2 separate regions of the Sus scrofa genome follow, and region 1 is linked to region 2. Evidence: chromatin contacts called from public HiChIP or PLAC-seq data. All regions are on one chromosome and are shown on one strand. Each heading gives the region's core, a stretch centred on a gene start, on an enhancer-like site or on the middle of the called end of the contact. The rest is flanking DNA. Distances are from core to core; before and after follow the strand shown.

The links. HiChIP or PLAC-seq counts read pairs in DNA pulled down with a chosen protein or histone mark.
Region 1: an H3K27ac HiChIP or PLAC-seq map of skeletal muscle shows a contact between it and region 2. The contact joins the promoter of GRB10 here to the enhancer-like site in region 2. A contact is called at or near these places in 3 of 47 Hi-C or Micro-C datasets (alveolar macrophages, heart right ventricle and psoas muscle) and 1 of 2 datasets of contacts at active chromatin or transcription factors (skeletal muscle).

Annotation. Positions count from the first base shown.
Region 1 is chr9:136,740,853-136,744,401 of Sscrofa11.1, forward strand. It overlaps GRB10 (growth factor receptor bound protein 10), which reads right to left and starts at 1,693. Exons shown (of 19, transcript NM_001134965.1): 1 at 1,626-1,693; 2 at 757-900.
Region 2 is chr9:136,617,447-136,620,928 of Sscrofa11.1, forward strand. GRB10 (growth factor receptor bound protein 10) reads right to left here. Exons shown (of 19, transcript NM_001134965.1): 8 at 721-877. Among named protein-coding and RNA genes, the nearest start is that of DDC, 48 kb to the left of the region's middle. Within about 2 kb of position 1,970, at least 6 of the 83 cell types and tissues checked have an H3K27ac peak or open chromatin away from gene starts, as enhancers often do. A contact at or near this core is called in skeletal muscle, where this site is marked.

The DNA.
Region 1 (3,549 bases), core at 443-2,942, 120 kb after region 2:
CAGGACTGAAAAAAAACCAAAAACCTACAAAACCCGAAAGCTTGGGCTCTGCCATTTGCTGGCCACGTGACTCTGGGCATGCCAAGGAACCTCCTGAGCCTTGGTGTCCAGACCTGTAAAGTGGGGAACGGGGGCTGTAAGGGATCAAAAGCAGTTAGGCTTTGAACATGCCTCTCAAAGTGGGAAATGCTACAGAAGTATCCGTAGCTACACTTCCGAGTTACACCGCAGCTTGCTGGGTGCGTAACTCCCTGTGCCCTCAAATTCCCTCCCTGCGGTGGCCGTCTTCTCTCAAGGGTTCCCAGGAAAACTCGAATATTAGGCGCAGTCATCCTTCAGTTCTGATTTTGAACAGAAAAACCCACTCACCTAGAATCACGCCTGGAAACACTTTGCTTTCCGGGCTTTTCCCTAATAAAATACTACCCTAAAGGACACCTCCATTGCCATCAGTCAGAACTGCTTTTGCTGCAGAAACCTAGATTCTACCTAATTTTCCTCCTGGAAAGAAGGAGGGAAAGTCTAGGTCGGCTCGCGGAAAAATGGCCAGCTTAGTGCTGTAAACCGCAGTCAAAGCGTGCTGCTGGGCTGACATGTGTTCTTAGTAAAACTGAGCGAAACGTTCAAGAAAGCACCATTTCTGAAACTCGGGGGCTCCAAACGGCGGAATCAGCTTTTTCAGAAACAAAGTGCTCCTCGCGGGGCCTCGTCAACAGCAACAAAGAGAAAGTTGTGCAATCACGCGTGTTTACTCACAAGCACTAGTTGTTTGGGCTTTTTCTTCGCATCTCCTGCATGAAGCTGGGTACAGTGTCTGCAAGAAAGCCTGCTCTCCAACGCGTCAGAAAGATCCAGGCCCCGGCGAAGTCACCTGTGGCTCTCCTACTTGACCCACCGTTTCTTCAAAGCAAACGACACAAAGTTGGCATTTCTTCCAATCCCCAAAAAAGACGAACACAATAAAAAGTGGAGACTACCCTCATTTCCATAACGCACATGCTCCTGGGCTGTCGCCAGGCAGGCGTTGGAGAGGCGATCGGCAGAGGCGGAGAGTTGCATCAGAAATTTCCTTCTGTTCAGCTCTTATCACATTTCCCCGGCGGGCAGGCGGCTAATCCGCGAGCCCTCCACTTGGGGCTGGGCCCCGGCGGCGGCGGCGGGTAACGGGGACACCAGCGGAACCCAAGGGAGAGATCCCGAGGCCCGGCCGCGCTCCGCCTCGGGGGTGTCCGGGCCCCAGTGGCCCGGCGCGGGCGCACGGGGGCTGCAAGGGCGCCCACCCCCCGGGCGGCCCGGGAGCGCGGCCTTGGCCTGACGGCCGGCGGGGCAGCCCCTGTCCCAGCCCCGGCCCGGCCCGCGAGCCGCCGGCGTCGGGCGGGATGGTCCCGCAGGCGCCGCCCGGGCTCCCCCGCTGCCCGGGGTCGCGATCGCGCCGCGCCGCGCCGGGTCCCCGCCCTTGCGCGCCGCAGCCCCCGACCCGAGGCGACGCCCTTCCGCCCGCCGCGCCCCCGCGGCGCCCGGCGTCCTCGGCCCGGGCGGCCAGCGCGCAGACAATGACGCCGGGACCGCCGCCCGCCCGCCGGCCACAAAGTAACTTGGCGCCGCGCTCGCGACCAACTCCGTACCTGCCGCGGCGCCGCTCCCGGCCGCCTCCGCCTGGCCGCCCGCCACCCTCGGCGCGGCCGGGGCGGCGCGGGTCCCGCGGGGCGAGGGCGGCGCGCAGGGCGGTCCCGGCTCCCGCGCGCCGCCGCCCGGGGGCTGCGCGCAAACTTTGGGCTCCGCGCGGGTCTCCGCGGCCTCCGAGCGCCCAGCCCGCCGCAGCGCGCCGCTCGCGTCCTTTCCTGCCTCCTCCCGGCCTCCCCACCCCCTCGATGGGCTTTAAATCCGCCCGGCCCCGCCCGCCGCCGCCGCCGCCTCCGCCTCCGCCTCCGCCTCCGCCTCCTCCCCCGGTGGCTTTTCCTGCTCCTCCTCCCGCCACCGCCGCCGCCGCCGCCGCCACCGCCACCGCAGCCCGGACCGCTCGGGGCTGCCAGCGCGGGCGGAGCTGAGGCCTGGGCGCAGGGCGGCGCGCGGGGGGCGCGGGGCCCCGACCACCCGGGCTCGGGCACCCGGGCAGGACGCATCGGACCCAGCCTGGAAGGCAATTTGGAAGCCGGTTCTTTGAAACTCAAGTATGAACTGTGCGGCCCAAATCCTCCCTCGCGGGCGCAGCGGGAGGACCAGACAGAGTTGCTGCGGCCCCCGGGCAACGGTTACCTGGGCTGGAGAGTCCAGTCGCCGCCAGCAGGGGCTGGAGCCTCGACTCCCATCAGCGTGTCAGTATCGGGCGGTGGAGGGGGGAGGCCTCAGGACTGGTCTCGGGGCCATCGGGCCTCAAAGTCCTCATCTTCGAAATGGGCTCCTAAGCCCGCCTCGGTGATGAAGTCCTGGGGTTAAAGGAGGTGTTCCTCGCAACCTACAGCGACTGGCCAGAAGGAACCCCGGAATTCATGGGAGCCATTGGCATTGCTATAACGATGACTGTCTCTGCTGAGTCAAAATGCGAATACAAATAGGGTAATAACAATAATTACGCCTTCCTCTGGGTTTTGATGTTCTAGACGCAGTAATAGCTGAGCTTTCTTGAGCATGTGTTTGGTGCCACACGTTCCTCAGTCCTCTTAATTAGGCCCCACACTGGCCCTAGGAGACACCCACTGTAGGGACTGGGGAATGAATCCCTCAGAGGTTAAGTAACTTGCGGGAGGCCGAGTCGCTGGTGAGTGCGGAGGGAGGATTCTGCTCGAACCCTTTAGGGCACTTTTTATAGCTCTGCCTTGTCCCACCTTTGGCGGGATGTGTGCATCAAAGGTCATCCATTCCCGTAACTAAAATAAGCCTCCAGAAAATATCTGCTCATGGGTCCAAGCCCAGAAAACTCTAAGTTGAAATCCTAGAGAGAATAATGCGAAGGAGCTGGTTCCGGAAAGAACCCAACAGAACACAGAGTCCTGCCGTCCGCGCAAGGCCCAGAGCGAATTAGAGAAGAGAAATCAGGCTTGGGCCGTCTTTTCCAAGGCTGCATGAGCTTTGAATTTTACAGCTTTGCTGAAGGCTTCCATCAGCAAGGAGAGCCCGCGCCAGGCCAGCCAGAAAGCCGAGCAGCTTTGTCGTAGATGCTCGAAGAGCCCGTTATACAGAGACCTATTATTTCCTGAATCATTTGTAGGTGAGTTCCATCTGCCACAGCCCCCTCACCCCTGTCCGCTTGGGTATATCTTTCCTGTGAGCAGGGGTGTTACCTTACGGAGCCACAGTACACTTACTAAATTTGTAGATTTATATTGACAAGATATGTGTATGTATTCTTGGTCCATATGGCAATTCTACCCGTTGATCTGACCATGTCCTTTTTAATATTTCTCCCCCCGCATCCCAAAGTGCACTCCGGAGTCAGTTATCCTGTTTATCCGTCTCAAAATGCATGGGTTTTCAAACATTTACGCTCCACCAAGAAGGTATGAAAATAAATGACCCCACGTGTTTTCACGCTGACATCGATGCCCAGAA
Region 2 (3,482 bases), core at 720-3,219:
CTCTTGCTGTCCTGAACCACGCAGAGCCAGTGTGTAAGTCTCGAACTTAGATGACACTGCTCTACGGCCCGCGCCCATGCCTGGGGGCCTCCCCGTGCCCTCCTGCAGGCTGTCGCTGTGGCCGCCTGGCCCTGGCCCGTCGGGGGGAGAATCTGCTCTGTGGTGATGCCAGAACCGGCCCAGGGCCCCTCCACAAGTGTGCAGGGAGCCCCCATGTCTCTCACCGCCCAGACCTCCTGCTGAATCAGAGACCCTGCTTTAGTGTCTGAGCCCTTGGGAACCCCTGCTTCAACCATCCAAGAGCGAGATTCTGAAAGCACCAGAGGGGAGAGGAGTCGGGTGGAGGAAGGTGAGATTTTTAGGAGAAAGACAAGAGGCAGGAGGACAACACACAGACCACCTCCTACACTGGCAGGGGATACTCAGTGACCGTCGGCCGAGGGTGGTCTTCCCTTGATGTCACACCAAGTACCCAGTGCTGCTCCCCACAGGGTGCTGTTCTCCATCAGGCATTGCCCCTCCCTGGTGCTGCTCCCCACCTGGTGCTGCCCCTCCCTGGTGCTGCTCCCCACCTGGTGCTGCCCCTCCCTGGTGCTGCTCCCCACCTGGTGCTGCCCCTCCCTGGTGCTGCCCCTCCCTGGTGCTGCTCCCCACCTGGTGCTGCCCCTCCCTAGTGCTGCTCCCTCCCTGGTGCTGCCCCTCCCTGGGGTTGCTCCCTACCTAATCCCAGATGCGGGTGGTGCTCCACCAGCGTCCAGCTGTTGTCATCCACACAATGACTTCTATAAACCAGCAACTGGCACAGGTCCCTGGCTGTCATGTCCGCCAGAATCTCCACCACTTTGCACGTCCCATCTTCACTAAAGACTTTAACATCCTGCAACACAAGAAGGGGACACCTACAGATGAACAACTCTGGGTTTTCAGAAATAAACACTAACACGAAAGAAAACAGAAACAAGCATAGGCAGCAGGGCTCCCACACATGCATAACTGTGCTTCCAGGCAGCAGGCGACCCGAAGGCCGTGGGTCTGAGGACACGCCCATCCGCACCCCCGCCCAGAGCAGGCGGGATTACTACACTGCCCAGGGTCAGGGTATCTCGGGGACACTGGCCAGCTGGGGTGTGGGCTGCTTCTCCATAGCCTGTCTTGGGAAGTCCTGCTGGCGGTTTTGGGATTGGGTGCTTTGCAGGTGAACCAACTGTAGAAACAAAGCAACTGAAGCCTGCAGAAATCCCAACTTTGTCCAGCAGGTCTCTCTTCCTAGGTCCCCAGTGTACCCACTGCCCCCTCCTGCCCCCCCCCACCTCGTGTTCACTGGGGCTTAGGAAGGCGATGTGACTTTGCCGAAGCACAAAACACGCAGAAGAAGGGCAGAGTAAGGGCAGTCACGACATTCTCTGGCCACTTCCCCTTCGAAATGACACGCAGGCTCCATCTCCCCCGTACTGCTCAAAGCCGTCCCCTACGAGCAGCACCCAGGCCAGGGGATGCTGGCCAAGCCGAAATCCAGAGGACCCCAAACCCCCCTGCCCAGCCACAAAAGCAACGGGGCTGCAGCCTTTAGGGGAACGTGAGAGGCCTAAAAAAAATCTTACCTCAACAGCTCGGAAAAGGCAGTCAGAGGAGCAAGTCGGCATTTTAAACCGGGACTGCCTCTCGAAGGGGAGTTTGTCCCCAGCCTCTCCCAACTGTCCCGGGCAGGCAGGGCCCCCTCCAGACGGCCGCGGTGGGGACGGACCCTGGCGGGCAGGCGGTCTGGGCAGTGGGGACGTTCCTACTCGGCTCCGCAGGGAACCCAGCCGCTGGGGACCAATCAGGCCCCGGCCCGGGCCTGATGCAATCCTTCCCCACCGGCGCTCCTGCCCCGGGAGGAGGTGATGACAGCATGACCACAACACGCGGCTCAGACCGATACTCCAGAAGAATCCGGGCTCGCTTTCTCCCGGGGCAGCGAACCAGGAGCAGGACGCTCAGCCTGAGCACGTGTGTTCTCTGCACTCGGCCTCTGCCAAACCTCCTAGAATCCTGCAGCCCTGCAACCTGCTGCCACGTGCAACTTGGGAGCTGGTGCACCTGTGGCCCGAGTGTCAGCTGGTCCCAAGGCCTGGCTCCAGCGTGCTCTCTGTCCTTTTCCTGGTGGTTTTGAGTGTTTATTTCCACAGCGAGGTGTCTGGCAGGAGAGGGCGAGGTGCTGGGATGTGGTCCCACAAGGGTGGCACCTTCCCACAAAGACTGTCCCCAGCTGACTCAGAGCTCACGCAGCTGGCGGGAAGGCAGGCGCGGCCCGGGAACAGAGCTCTCCGGGGGGCAGGGTCACCGCTCCTGCCCAGCACGTCACCTCCTAGTCGGCGCCCCCCCCCCCGGGCTGGATCAGGACTGAGGGACCTGCTTCCGACCCACATCCACCTTCAAACCCCCCCCCTGTCTTTTCCGGAGTTTGTGTTTCACTCGGTGACAGGTCTACGGCTCCAAAACCCTGAATCTTCAGGTTCAGCGGACACGACTGAGTCTGAAAACAAACCCCATGGCCTCTAGATAAAAACTCTGTAAGAACAAATGCCTTTAATATAAAAGAAGAACGAATGTGGAAAATACACACGAATTCACACAATTCCTTCCACACATGGGGACGGTGTTACCCACGCGTCTCCTACGCGTGCGCCAGCGCAGCTTCCCGCGCCTGCGGGTCCCCCATTCTCCTTCCTTCCCCAGCTGCTAAGCGAGCTTATCCGCGATGACAGGGACACCCCCTTCTCTAGGAGGCCGAAGTTACACGCGAGTGCACCTCCCGCCTCTCCGGGCCTTTGCCTGCCCCCCCGTCAGCTGTGGCACCAGTTTTAAACCTTCTTCTCGGCCCCGCTGCACTTTGCGTTAAACGCTCTCCTCGCTTCTCTGTTGCCCCGAGGCCAGGCCCCAGAGGGCTATATATAGTGTGAGCGAGTATTAAAATCTAAGATGTGCTTTGTCACACGGCCATGTCCCCGGCTTTCAGACTCCCAGAGCCGCCAGCTGGCAGGACCTGCTGGGGGTGGGGGTGGGGGTGGGGGAAGCGGGGCCCGGGCTGCAGGCCTGGGACAGGGACACAGAGGGACACAGGCTCCTGGGACAGGACCCCGCATCGCGCACTGCCCTCGCTGCCTCTGGCGCAGAGCTGCCCAGCTGCCTCCCAACCTCACCAGGGCCGGCGGACCGCAGGTGAAACCAACCCCAAGACAGAAAACCAAGAACGCCGCCAAGCACACGAGCCACCTCGAACTGGGGGCACGGAGGGGCTGCAGAGCCCACATCTGTTACGGACACATAAAGCCTCTGCGCGCCTCCAAAGCCCACAGCTGCCAAAGGAGCACTTTGCACTGGGTCCGCAACCCCTTCTGTCAGCCCTGGGCGCTTTGGGGCTCGCTCTGGGGGCAAATCAGGCTTCTCTATCTCAGCCTTCAGGGCAGGGGGCCTCGGCTGAAGGAGGCGGGGTCCAGACC